2 separate regions of the Mus musculus genome follow, and region 2 is linked to region 1. Evidence: chromatin contacts called from public HiCAR-type data. All regions are on one chromosome and are shown on one strand. Each heading gives the region's core, a stretch centred on a gene start, on an enhancer-like site or on the middle of the called end of the contact. The rest is flanking DNA. Distances are from core to core; before and after follow the strand shown.

Region 1 (6,847 bases), core at 2,999-5,498:
ATGATCAGGGGAAGCACAGAGCTTAGCGACTGAGTGAAAGGAACAGGGCTTCCTCCTTCACCAGAAGAACTCAAAGCTGTCTGAAAAGGTAGTCACAGAACTGTACAGCTGACAGTGACCACAGAGGTCATTTTCCAGTTTTGGGGGAACCGTATTCCAAAGAGGGTCCTGAACTCACCCCCACCCTGGCGAAAAACTGGAACTGGGGCATGAATTCAATGAACTCAAATAGGAAGAGACCAAGGTGGCCCCCATCCCAGCACTCCAGGGAGGCTTCCTGGAAGAGGTGGAGCAGATCAGCATCAAGATCTGATAGTGCTGATGGGTGTGGTTCACTATCTGCTGGCTGCTGGCAAGAGAGTCACCGGTTCTAGACCAGCATGGGCATCGGGATTAAAACCCTGACTAAGGGCCAGAGAGACAGCTCAAAGGGTAAAGATGCTTGTCTCACAGTCTGGTGATCTGAATTTGATCCCCAGGACCCACATACACTTGGAGAGAACAAACTCTATAAAAGTTAACCTCTGCTGGGCAGTGGTGGCACACACCGTTGACCCAGCACTTGGGAGGCAGAGGCAGGTGAATTTCTAACTTTGAGGCCAGCCTGGTCTACAGTGTGAGTTCCAGGACAGCCAGGGCTATACAGAGAAACCCTGTGTCATGGTTTGTATATTTTTGGACCAGGGAGTGGCACCATTTGGAGGTGTGGCCTTGTTGAAATAGGTGTGACCTGGTTGGAGTAGGTGTGTCACTGTGGGTGTGGGCTTAAGACCCTCACCTTAGTTGCCTGGAATCAGTCTTCCACTAGCAGCCTTTGGATGAAGACATAGAACTCTCAGCTCTGCCTGTGCCACGCCTGCCTGGATGCTGCCATGCTTCCACCTTGATGTTAATGGACTGGACCTCTGAACCTGTAAGCCAGCCCCAATTAAATGTTTTTTATAAGACTTGCCTTGGTCATGGTGTCTGTTCACAGCAGTAACTAAGACACCCTGTCTCAAAAAGAAAAAAAAAAAAAAGTTAACCTCTGACCTCCACTTGTGCACCTTGGCACATGTACCCACACACATGCATCATGCACACACACACAATAATCACTGGTCCCTTGTACAAAGTCATCAATACTTTAGTTCCCAAGTAGAAGCTATCTCTCCCAGTCTTTTTCCTGAGGCCTTGTGCAAAGCAGGGTGGGCAGGATCCAGTCCCTAGGAGCAACTCCGAAAGGCTGGGCAAAGAGAGCCACAGGAAAGAGCGCAAGCCAGGTGCATCATGGTCCCTGTATCTGTGGCTTTGGGCTTTCACATCTTACCTGCTCTTCTCAGTATGGGAGCCCACGGGGTCAGCAAAATAGAGCAGAAACAATGCCTGGTAGCTCTAGTGTCGCAAGGATTTGGTAGAGTGAGGACTTTTTTTATAGAGTGGAAATACTTTGTGGTAGCCAGCAAGCTTACCAACTCCATAAAAATCACCAAATCTAGACAAATAAATGACTCCTGTCCATCAACTGCTTGACACACCCCTCAGAGATTTGGCCATGTGTCTTCTGGCTGTGTGCCTCTTTGTGCACATGACTTGAAAAGGCTGAGGCAGCTGAGGGGCCCTTAGATTAAGCTTCAAGAACTTATCTATAAACACACACACACCAAATTTTGCTTTGTGTTTGTTTGTTTATTTTTGGAGACAGTGTCTCGCTGTGTAGTCCTGCCATGGGCCACCACTGCCCAGGTTTATGGGGTTTTTTTGTTTTTGTTTTTTTGGTTTTGTTTTTGAGGCAGAGTCCTGGTGCTCAGGCCACGTTGGCCTTTAACCAAATACTCTCTTGCCTTAGGCTCTGGAGCACAGGGGTCTTTCAGTGTCACAACCAACTATATTCATGCATTCACTCTTTCTTTCTCAGTGTCTCATCAGATAGCCATGTTGGCCCCCAACTCACTATGCAAACCAAGAGATCTGACTGCCTCTGCCTCCTAAATGTTGGAATTAAAGGCATGGACCTCCACACCCATCCAGGATGTTTTATTTACAAAAATGATATCATGCTGGACATGGTGACAAACTTCTTTAGAATTCCTGCACTTGGGAGGCAAAGGCAGGAGGATTTCTGAGTTCGAGGCCAGCCTGGTCTCCTTCAGAAACTCCAGGACAGTCAGGGCTAGAGAGAGAGAGAGAGAGACAGACAGACAGAGAGAGAGAGAGAGAGAGACTCCATCTTAAATATATAATCACATAAGCACAAATCCTACAGCTTAAAAATGGAATTACTTTAGCCCAACACTCTAACCCTTTTTATTTTTTTTTTCCCCCACTGAGCCAAGAAAGCCATTTATAGCACAGTGCACAGCTATGGGCCAGAGACAGCCAGCAGGCTCAAATGCTGACCTCAGGAATCCACTGTGAGTCGGAGGGTGATTGTGAAAGTGTGAAAACGGTGTAGGAAGTTTCCTGGCATGAGGAGGGGCTCAGAGAAACTGGGTTAGGAACTGGGGAAGTAGCTTGGGTGGAACACTCTGAGAAGTCAAGCATCATCAAATGCAGGTAGATCTTCAGCGCAAAGGCTAGGGAGGGAGATTGCACGAGGGGCTGAGTTCAATCCCCAGTTCAATGATGGGGCCCACTGCGAAAGCAGAGAAGAGGGCAAGGCGCCTACGGACCCGACTGCTCGTTACTGGATGTATCACATGGGTAGGCGCAGTTATCCATCGGCCTCCTGCCTCCCCTTAGTAAGGTAAGGGCTCTGAGGCTGACATATGCATGCTGAGTGCTTTGGGCAAAACATGTGTACCTTCCTGCTCCTCCAAAGCTGGGAGGGCCTGTGTCCTCATCCTCCACGGAAGACTGCCAAAATGAGCCAAGAAAACAGCAAACTGGCATCAAGCCTGTAATCCCTGATGGGTGCTGGTGCACACCTGTACTCCCAGCACTCAGGGGGGCAGAAGCAAGCAGATCTCAGTTCAAGGCCAGCCTGGTCTACAGAGCCAGTTCCCGGAAAGCCAGGGCTACACAAACTCAAAAACAAACACAAACCTGTAATCCCAGCACTGGAGAGGAGACTAGAGTGTTAGAATTCAAGGTCATCTTCAGCTACAAGGTGAAAGCCCCCAGCCGATATAAAAATATGAGACCCTGTCTTAAATAAATAAATAAATAAATAAATAAATAAATAAATAAGGGGCTGGAGAGATGACTCAGCAGGTAAGAGCGCTGGCTGCTCTTCCAGAGGACCAGGGTTCAGTTCCCAGAACCCATATAAGTAGTTCACATCCATCTTTAACTCCAGCTCAGCAGAATTCCGTGCTTTTTTCTGATCTCTGCAGGCACCACACATGCACACATGCAAGGGACACATACAAATATATCCAAACAAAACACCGATGATAATGATGATGGTGATGATGGTGATGATTTAATACCAATACTTGAGAGACAGAACTCACAAAAGGTCTCTGCGAGTTCGAGGTCAGCCAAGGCTACACAAAGAAACCTTGTCTGGAAAAAAAAATCAATAACTAGATTCACAAAACGCTATGGTTCCTAGATACATTTTCATCTTTTTGTTATTATTATTTTTTTAACTCATATTACAATGTAGCCCAACCTGGCCTCAAATTCCCAGCAATCTTCCTGCCTCTGCCCTGTAGACCAAACTGTCCCTACTGAAGGCATACACCTGGCCTTAAGGATTTTGTTTGTTTGCTTTTAATTTTCCTACTTTATATTTCATTTTGAGGCAGGGTCTCTAGCTAACCTGGAACTGTGTAGACCAGGCTGTTCTCAAACCCATTCATCTACATTACAAAAAAATTTCTGTGAAAACTTCGCCAGTGCCTTCCAGATTCAGCCAGGAGGCAGATCTGTTTGGCTTTCAGTTCCCATCTGTGGTGCGCAGGGTAAACCGTCTCGGCCTGTCCGCCCGCCCCTGGGAACCCGGCTGAGTCTACCCTTCTCTAGACTCAGGCTCAGGCCAGATTCCCCAGGCCTCTGCAGCGGATGATTATCCAAGCAGGCCCAATCCACCCTGACAAAGGCAGTGCGGCTGGGGGGTGTGGCCACGGGCGGCGCGTGCACACGGCGGGGATGCGGATGAATGTAGATGAATGTAGATGAGGTGTGGTACCCAGCACCCCTGCAGCTCTCTTCGTGCCCTCTCTCTAGGTTTTCCTGCCTAGGTTAGCTTCCTGATCTAGGAGTCCTGTTGTCCTTCCTCCCCTACTCCCCGTGCCCTCTGGTTTCGCTTTCGTTCCTTCGGTTCTCCACCCCTATCCCCAATCCTCGGCTCGGGCTGAGTCATCGCTCTCTAGCCCCAGAGAGCGGCTAGCAGAGCGGGAAATTCAGCGGGGGCTCAGTCACAGCATTGTCCTGGGGCTGGCCATCGCCCCGACTCGCCCCTGCTAAGGCTGCTTTAATATGTTCTCTGGAAGATCTCCTACGCAGGATGGATCTACCAGAGTGCAAACGGAACGTGAGCGGTTGTCCAGGACAGGCATTGCACCTAGGAAGCTCATGGACACATACGGTCTGCACCTCATCTTTGCTCCATACAGTGTGACCAGTTGCCAGTATTAACATATATTTAGTAGAGAAAATTACATTCCCAATTCCAATAAAGGTAGCCTGTTTTCGGTTTCGCTCCGCACCCCCTGGAGTGGGGGGCGTGTTCACCTCCCAAGTGCTGGGATTACAGGACTGTGCCATCACGCGGGGCTGCCTCCTTTCCTATATAAATTGAAGACAAAAATGGGTGGCAGAAATTGATGAGGGGAGTTACAGTGAGCCCCAATTGTGAAATAGTTTGGTTCCATAATTAACCTAGAGGACAGAACAGTTTCAGGTGTATTTCTAGAAGAGGGTAGGGAGCCAGCACGAGGTAGCTGCTTCCCACACTTTTCCTTGCAGTAGCAGTGGAGACAAGACTGAGAAAGACGAAAGAAGGGCGCGTAAACTGACCATCGATGTGGCCGTCACTGGCTGGTTCATGATCATCATCTCCGGATCCAGACTGTGGTCTCAGGGCTGCACAGACAATGGCTGTTTTACTTGGCATTGGATGTGGAACCCTTCTCATCTTGGAAGAAGCAGGTGCTGAGGTAGTAGGGTGGGGTGGTTTCCAGCCTCCAAATGCTGAAGTTGTGCAGTGCGGCCTTAGACTAGGGTGGTGAGGCCCTGGGTTCCTGGACTCTGGTGCAGAGTGGCTGGCCCGGGGTGGGGGGTGGGGAGGTGGAGGGTGTGTCCTGGCATGAAGAGCCAGCCAACTCTACCCTCTGCCTATTCTCACCCATTCAACTGGAAACAAAGTGAATTATTTCAGAGAAATAATAAGACTGAACAGGTGTCTCCTGGTAGGATCTTTTTTTTTTTTCTTTTTTTGTTTTGTTTTTTCGAAACAGGGTTTCTCTGTGTAGTCCTGGCTGTCCTGGAACTCACTTTGTAGACCAGGCTGGCCTCGAACTCAGAAATCCGCCTGCCTCTGCCTCCCAAGTGCTGGGATTAAAGGTGGCGTGCGCCACCACGTCCGGCATCTAGTAGGATCTTTAAGTGAGAGTTCCTTATTTTTAATTTTATTTATTATTACTTTTACAATTATTTGTTGCCGGGCGGTGGTGGCGCACGCCACCTTCTTGTTGTTTTATTAGACATGGGGGTCTTACTATGTAGCAAGCCTAGAACCCCCAGCTACAGACAGGCCAGGCTGTTTCAGAACTTTCAAAGGTCTTGTCTCCACCTCCCAAATGCCAAGCCACAGGCATGTACCAAGGCTGGCTTACATATACCATCTATGAACCTGACTCATCTAGCCACTGTGCTAAGGATCAGCTAATGTGCACACATACACACATTTTACCTGACATTTAGTGGTCTCACCTGTTTATGGGGGGAAATAATTTTTTACAGAGAGCTGGGGTTGGTAAAGATATTTCAATACAGGTTAAGCAAGAGAGTTATGGGAAGCAGTGGTGGCACACACCTTTAGTCCCAGGATTTGGGAGGCAGAGGTAGGCGAATCTCTGAGTTTGAGACCAGCCTGGTCTAGAGAGAGACAGAGTACCAGGACAGCCAGGGCTACAGAGGAGAAATCCTGTTTTGAAGAGAGAGAGAGAGAGAGAGAGAAGAATGCTCAGAAAGAAAGAAGCAATTGACAGAAACCTGCTTTGCTGCTGCACTTCCAAAGCCTGAGTGAATTCCCCTGGCGTGCTGACTCCACAGTCCCAGGAACCCATTACTGTACTAATAAGAAACCTGAGAATTCAATGAATAATTCCTGAGCTCGCTGGCTGGGCCCTCTCTGGAAGGAGAGAGTTGCACAGGCAATTTCTTCCGGAGAGAAGTGTAGGGTTGTAAAATGAAGGGAGGAACCCAGGGTGCCTGTCTGGAAAAGGGCCCTGGAGACCTCATTGCCATATGAGTCTCCCCATTAAGTGGGTTCATCTGACTGCTCCTCTCCAGAGTGGGGTGTGGTGGTCCCTATCATCCTAGCTCTTGCGAGGTAAAAGCAGGGGGCTTAGAAGTTCGTGGTCATTGGCTGCATAGTGAGTTTGAGGCTAGCCTGGACTACATGAGACCCTAGCTCAAAGAAGAAAGACAAACAACAACAAATCACTGGGGCTCCTTGGGAATGACCTCATTGGCAGAACAAGTCAGTGGATGCCAACAAGTTGTCAGAGAGGAACGAACTTGTTCAAGATACTGATTGGAGTGGGAGGCAGGATTGCTCAGTGGTTAAGAGCACCTTCTGCTCTTCTAGAAGGCCTGACTTCAATTCCTAGCACCCACACAGCAAACACAATGTGTTTGTAACTCCAGTTACACAATGTCTGTAACTCCAGTCCCAGGGGATCCAATTCTCTCTCTG
Region 2 (6,847 bases), core at 2,771-5,270, 990 kb after region 1:
CCCCTTTATCCCACTGGGGTCTGGATGCCAAGTGTTACTTCTGCTCCAACTGTCAGCCTCCTTCGGGGACCCCACCCCTCCCAAGGGTGTATGTCATATATCAGCCATGATAGTGTGTCACTTTTATTAATTGTGGAAATTTTAAAAAGAACCCAGCTTCGAGGTTGGGTGAGAGCCTGCTCATAGAAGAAAAGACTGTATGCAGAGCAGAACCAAAAAAATATCCCACATGTCAAGGTGCTTATTAATGCCAAAGAAACTCATTCCACGTGTGGACCGACAGCCAACAGTGCCAGGCACTGGGCTTCAGAACCAATAAAGAAAAAAAAAAGCACAAACAAAAAGTTTCAACATCACCTTCACTGCCAAACCCAAGTGTATCTGCCTTTAGTGCCTGAAGAGGAAGCCATTTCTCCTTAGCTTTTCCCTTTTCATTTTCCTCTCTTAATTTTTCAAAGTTACATTTGATTCATGTTGTATGGCTTTATTGGTGTCCAGAGGACGACGTGTAGGAGTCCCTTCTCCCCTTCCACTATGTGGACACTAGCATTGGACTCTGGCCTCCAGGGCGTGACACTTGGTCCTTTACACCCACTGAGCTAGCTCTGGTGGCCTTCTGTTCTCATTTTCTTGTCTTCCTCTCTCCTGGGTTCTCCTTCCTTCCTTCTCTTTACCAACTCTTTCTCCTCTCCTCCTTTCTTTCTCACTAGCAAAATTCTTCAGTTTGCCAGTGTGTCACCTGCGACCCAACATGTTGGTCCAATAACAACAGGAGTTCTCCAGACCAATGATACCGCTCTGTCAATCACGGGATGCTGCCCTCGGAGAGCCAAGTGCTGCGGTGGGAACCCGTATCCCAAACGTGAGCGATGGACGGCACATTCAAAGAAGCTGGAGCAAGGAAATCGTTTGTTGTTTGTTTGCTTGCTTGCTTGCTTGCTTTGAAAGACACAAATGAGGAGGAATGTGCAAGATACTTTAAAACAATAATCTTTGGCCAAATGACCAATAGCAAAAGTGACACCGGCTTGGGATTAGACAGGCACTTGTTGGCAAGGTTTTCAGGTAGAAGTAATATGAGTGTGTGTGTGTGTGTGTGTGTGTTGCTGGGGCCTGAGGCATATTAATATTAAGCTCAAATTGTATTTAACTGACCTATGGCTCTCAGTCCCTTCGTCGTTCTGGAGTCTTTTGTGACCGGATACTATTTGGTTGGTGAGTAAGTTAACCCTTCCTTCACGACCTCTCTGCTTCACCTCTCCACACCGTCCTGCTGTGAAGAAGGACAGGAAGTTGTTACTCTGACAACCTCTATACGTTATACAATTCCAGATTCACTGAGTATTTTTTTTTAACCATGTTAAATGACCTGTAAAATAGGACATCTTTATTCAGGATCACCCCATCCCCATAGGTGAGTCACCACTGCAGTGTGGCCTTGGAGTGAGGGAGTGAGACAGGGTTTTGTCCACTTTGAACACAGTGTGGACACACAATAACACACTGCCGAGGTGGGTGGAAAGTGACTTTGATGTCCATGTCACTTCAAGGGACACCTCATGCAGTTGTACTTATTATCAAGTTTTGTATTATTTTCACTTGTTAAATAGCCTTTAAAACATCATTTAATGAGCCAGGTGAGGTTAGCTGCTATCTCAACCACTGGAGAAGGAAGCAAGACTATGGATCAGATATGCAAGGCTGGATGAGCTACCAGAGGCCCTGCCCTTTTTCTTGGTTTTGTTTCTTTTGGTTTGTTTGTTTTTTTGTTTTTTGTTTTTTGTTTTTTGTTTTGGTTTTTTGAGACAGGTTTATTGGTGTAGCACCAGCTGTCCTGGAACTTGCTCTGTAGACCAGGCTGGTCTCAAACTCAGATCGACCTGCATCTGCCTCCTAAGTGCTGGGATTAAATACATGTGCCAGCACTGCCCAGTCAAGACTTTAAAGGTATTAGAATCAAACTCCATTGTAAAAGTGAGACCCAGTTGATTCTACTGTATATCTTTCATGGTTGAGCTTCGTCTCTTTATATATATATTTTTTTTTTTATGAAGCTGAATGCTCACTTTCGCTTGCAAGCATGATTGTTGCTTGGGGAGACTACAACAGTGGGGTTTCTGGCATAGCTTAGAGAACCTTGGTATATTTTTCCAGATTTCCTCAGCGTTTTTTCAGTGTAGGGCAGTGTTTTTGCGTGCACTAGGCTGCTCAGGCCACTACGATTTTAGTAGGTGAGACATTTACCATTGTTTTAATGAGCATCTCTTTTATGTCAGTTTGATAGTAGTGTTATTTTTTCAAATTTCCCTTTCCTATTCATATTCTTAAACAATTTGTAAATTTTCTCTAATTTATAGATATTTCTAACATTAACCTTTTGGCTCTCAGTAGTTGCAAATTTTAGCCCAAGGTTTCTTTACATTAAGTGTATAGGAGGGTTAGCGCACACACACATACACACACCCTTAATTTTTTTTTCCCCTAAGTGATTTTTCTCTGTTTGTTTGCTTGCTTGTTCTTGTTCGTGTTTTTCAAGACAGGGTCTCTCTGTGTACCCCTGGATGTCCTGGAACTCCTTCTGTAGACCAGGCTGGCCTCAAACTCTGAGACCTGCCTGCATCTGCACCCCCCAGGCCTCCACCCCCGTGTTGGGATTAAAGGTGTGGGCCACCATTGCCAGGCTCTACATCTTGTTTTGTTTTGTTTTGTTTTGTTTTGTTTTGTTTTGTTTTGTTTTGTTTTGTTTTGTTTTGTTTTGTTTTTACAGTGCTGCTTTGAAAGCATTTTCTCTTGCTGATAACCAGGAGTATGTTGTTGACAAATGAATTCATGATTCTGAGCATTGAGACATCCCAGGCACCAGCAGCCAGCTGAATAGGCTTCCAGGTTTGTTCTTTCACCAGGCATTGGTTGTGCATCTGCCAAGTGCCAAATTATCTTTCACCCCGCAGACACCTGAGCGACAGCCACATCTCTATGTGAGAGATTATAATTCTCTCTGTATTTCGGTGAGAGATAAAAAAAATGCATGTCGACGTGAATAGAGCTCATAGAAATTACGCACAAGTATGCACAGGGCACCTTGCCAGCCTCTTTACTTACATGAACTCACAGTATCTAAAAGGCATTACATCATCACATGAAGAAATGGAGATGCAAAGGACGTAGATTGCCTATCCCAGATATAGCAGCTAACTGACCTTCAGACCAGGATTTGTCAATCAGTAATATTCAGATCCTCACTCAGCGTATATTAAGGTAGGACATTAACAGTTTGCTTTTATAAAGCCAGCTCTCCAAGAGATGCTGAAATGTGAGCCATGAGAATATATAGCATTTTTTATTTTCTCTCAGTACCGTGCGGGGGCAGGGCAGGGCGGAGGGATGGTGTGCGTGAGCGCGCGCGCGCGAGAAATAGAGCGCTTCGTAACCTCCCTAACCTGCAGCGTCCTGTAATTATGGTACCCTTGCTTCAGCTCCAGACGTGATGGGCGTCCCAAGTATCATACCTTTCTCCAAATGAAAGTCTACCCAGTCACACACTTCCAGTAAAACAACCTTAGTTTGCTTTCAGATTTCCCAATTAACTGTTGGAATTTGGTCATGAATCCTCATAGAAATGATGGAGACTGACTAGAAACAAATGGAAGTCAGAAGCTGTCATTTCCTCCTCTAAGCAGGCAACAAGCTTCTCCCTCATTAGCTGAGGGTGAGAAAGAAATGGCTGGCGATTTAGCTCAACAAGGATCAGACCCAGCCGCAACGTTCCTTCACAGCCCGATGCACAGCCGGGGAAGACGCTAAATCGTACCCGTTGAAACAAAGGGTTCAGACAAAGATAAGACACCTGAGCTTGCTCTGCCAATACACTTTCGGATTGGTTGGGATACTGTCCAATAGGAAAGAAGAAGCGGGGTAACCTAGTTACAACATTTTATATTTGTCCAATCAGATAAGAGTACTTTGGAGCCTTCATTTAAATATAAAGATGACAAATAACCCTGCCTTCACCGTTTGCTTGTTCGTCTGGGTGCAGCCAGTGCAGCAGGATGCCGGAGCCTTCCCGCTCCACTCCCGCCCCGAAGAAAGGCTCCAAGAAAGCCATCACCAAGGCTCAGAAAAAGGATGGCAAGAAACGCAAACGGGGCCGCAAGGAGAGCTACTCCATCTACGTGTACAAGGTGCTGAAGCAGGTGCATCCGGACACCGGCATCTCGTCCAAGGCCATGGGCATCATGAACTCGTTCGTCAATGACATCTTCGAGCGCATCGCCAGCGAGGCCTCCCGCCTGGCGCATTACAACAAGCGCTCGACCATCACGTCCCGCGAGGTGCAGACGGCCGTGCGCCTGCTGCTGCCCGGGGAGCTGGCCAAGCATGCCGTGTCCGAGGGCACCAAGGCAGTCACCAAATACACCAGCTCCAAGTGAGGCGCGGCGAGAGCGCCCCCAACCCAAAGGCTCTTTTCAGAGCCACCTTCCAAGCTCAAAAAAGGAGCGTGCTACCTGAATAAGATTGTCATTCACTTGATGAACATTGGGATGGGCCGGGGGGGAGGGGGGTGTTGTACTGGACCTTGGGATCCTGAGATAATACCTCTTGTTCATAATGGTATTAATAAATTTGGTTCAATTTTGGCCACAGAGAGCGTAGTTTAATAGATGGCTCCTGGGGAAATTTGGTATGGATTGCGCGGTGGGAGGGAGGGTGGGAGGGAGGCTGTGTCAGCAACAAGATTTCTCTCCATTCCCCTCCCCCTGCAGAGTGCTGTGTGAGGCTCAGAGTGCTGCGCTCAGCGCTGATGCTGTTGGAGCCATCTTGCTCTATCCCCTTGCCAGAATTAAAATCTTCTGGCCAGAAACAGTTTAAGCAGGTTTTCTACTGTATTCTGCTCAAAATGCCTAACAGTGGGCTGCACAGCTCCTGTTCTCCAACCTGATCTAATTAAGCAACAATCCCGCCGGTGAAGATTCTGGTATTTTATCCGTAGAAGTATTTAAACAATGAAAGGTCTTTTTGTTTCATCTCAATGTATGCGTATGTATGAGAGTATCTGTCATATAAATGTGTGAATATATTAACAGAGCTCTAGTAAATGGTGAAACATCCTTTAAAATTAATTAGACCCCTTAAAATAACAAAAGGCTACGTACGTTGTATTCAGTGTAGGTTGCATTAAATGAATGAGGCTTGCAAGAATAGTACAAACTATTCGTCCTCTAAAAATCAAAGATCAGTGGTTCTTCACTGCATGTCGGAGAAGCCCATCTTCCATGAACTATTTGCCCCGGGTTCCGATTACACAGTGGTTTCACTGGTGAACAATGGCGGTCTTCCTCCTCACACCACCTCCAGCGACAGCCACTCACTTGTCAACATTTAACCTCTTACTGTCTCATACACGAAAGGCGAGTCTTTCTATTGGTAATTTCTTCTTAAAGAGACAGTTTTTTCCACTCGCTCAAAATTCTTGGTTGGTTCCCTAATAATTAGTAAATTGGTCTTGAACATGTAGTTGAGCCTGGGGAATAACCAGTTCATTGTTTCAGACTGAATGCCTGCAAATCCCTCATCCCCTACCTCCCCCAACCTAACACTTAAGTTTTTCAGGCCCAGAGAACGAGCCATGTACATTGCCCTGATTCTTATGATTGTAGATTCCCAATATCTGTTGTACGCTCCTGACATTCTCCAGTTGTTCAGTTTCACCTGACCATTGCTTTTTTTTCTCTTATAACATGAAGCCAGAGACATTGATTTTGTATACAGTTGCTCTCAGTTTTCTATATTATAAAATCTCAACAGCAGAGACAAATTTCTACATTTCTTCATCTACTCCTTAAAATTCACATTCTACAAAAGGACAGATCATCCCCCATTCTGAGCTGTGGCTGCCAAAATAACACACCTGAGCAGTTTATTCAGAACTTCCAGCTTTTGTTAAAAAAAAGAAAAAAAAGAAAAAATCCATTGCATTACTGACAACTATAAATGCGTTGCTAGAGAATTAATTAAATTGTGTGCTAGATTTGCTCATTGCTTTTTTTCCTCCCCTTGGTACTAAATGATGTTTAGGCTCATCTTTTGTCTGGAGGGAAAGGTTCTATTTTACTGAAACCCAGTACAGTATAACTGTAATGTACCGGGTCTCGATGAAGCAACTGTAAATACTCCTTTAAAACTGGATACTTAGGCCTGGAGAAATGGCTCTGGGGTTAAGAATATGTATTGCTATTGTAAAGGACCTTGGTTCAGTTCCTGGCATCCATCTGATGGCTTTACAAGCATCAGTTACACTGGTTCCAAGGGATCTGACTCCTTCCTAAGAGCACCTCTTCTAACTTCTGCACAAATTCGGTGCACATAAACACAGGAAAAACCACTCATAGCTAAAATTAAAAAAAAAAAAAAGAATAGTTGGCACCAGGGGCTGGCCATGCAGCTCTGTATGTAATACCAAAAGCCCCAGAGGCCTTGACTGTCACTTGGCATCAGCGCAGAGAATCACATTCCATCGTTTTGAGTGCAAATCCCGTTTGTTTTATTTGGTGACAGGGTCTCATTATGAAGCTCTGGATAGCCTGGAACCTGATATGCACACTACACTGTCCTTGAGCACACAAAGATCCACCTGTCTCTTTTCCCAACTGCTGCCGTTACAGGACTATGCCATGTCTGGCTTTCAAATCCTCTATTTTTGAGACCATTAAAAATACTAACAGTGGTGGTGTGTGCCTTTTATAACAGCACCCAGGAGGCAGAGAAGGGAGAACTCTGAACGCCACACCAGTCTGGGCTACAGAGTGCAGTCGAGACAGAGACAGGCAGAGACAGAGAGACACAGAAA

What was found. HiCAR-type assays count read pairs that join an accessible place to other places.
Region 2: a HiCAR-type map of astrocytes shows a contact between it and region 1, with 3 times the contacts expected there. The contact joins the promoter of H2bu2 here to the enhancer-like site in region 1. A contact is called at or near these places in 3 of 39 promoter capture datasets (hippocampal neurons, pre-B cells and stem cell-derived epiblast-like cells), 2 of 115 datasets of contacts at active chromatin or transcription factors (astrocytes and forebrain) and 1 of 9 other capture datasets (embryonic stem cells).

What each region holds. Positions count from the first base shown.
Region 1 is chr11:57,958,518-57,965,364 of GRCm38.p6, forward strand. No RefSeq gene overlaps it. Among named protein-coding and RNA genes, the nearest start is that of Larp1, 47 kb to the right of the region's middle. Within about 2 kb of position 4,249, at least 400 of the 459 cell types and tissues checked have an H3K27ac peak or open chromatin away from gene starts, as enhancers often do. A contact at or near this core is called in astrocytes, embryonic stem cells, forebrain and 3 more, where this site is marked.
Region 2 is chr11:58,944,891-58,951,737 of GRCm38.p6, forward strand. H2bu2 (H2B.U histone 2) reads left to right here and starts at 4,021. Exons shown (of 1, transcript NM_030082.4): 1 at 4,021-4,482. The coding sequence starts at 4,050. The coding sequence ends at 4,430. Gm51864 (a long non-coding RNA gene) reads right to left here and starts at 5,865. Exons shown (of 2, transcript XR_003949558.1): 1 at 5,154-5,865; 2 at 1-1,273.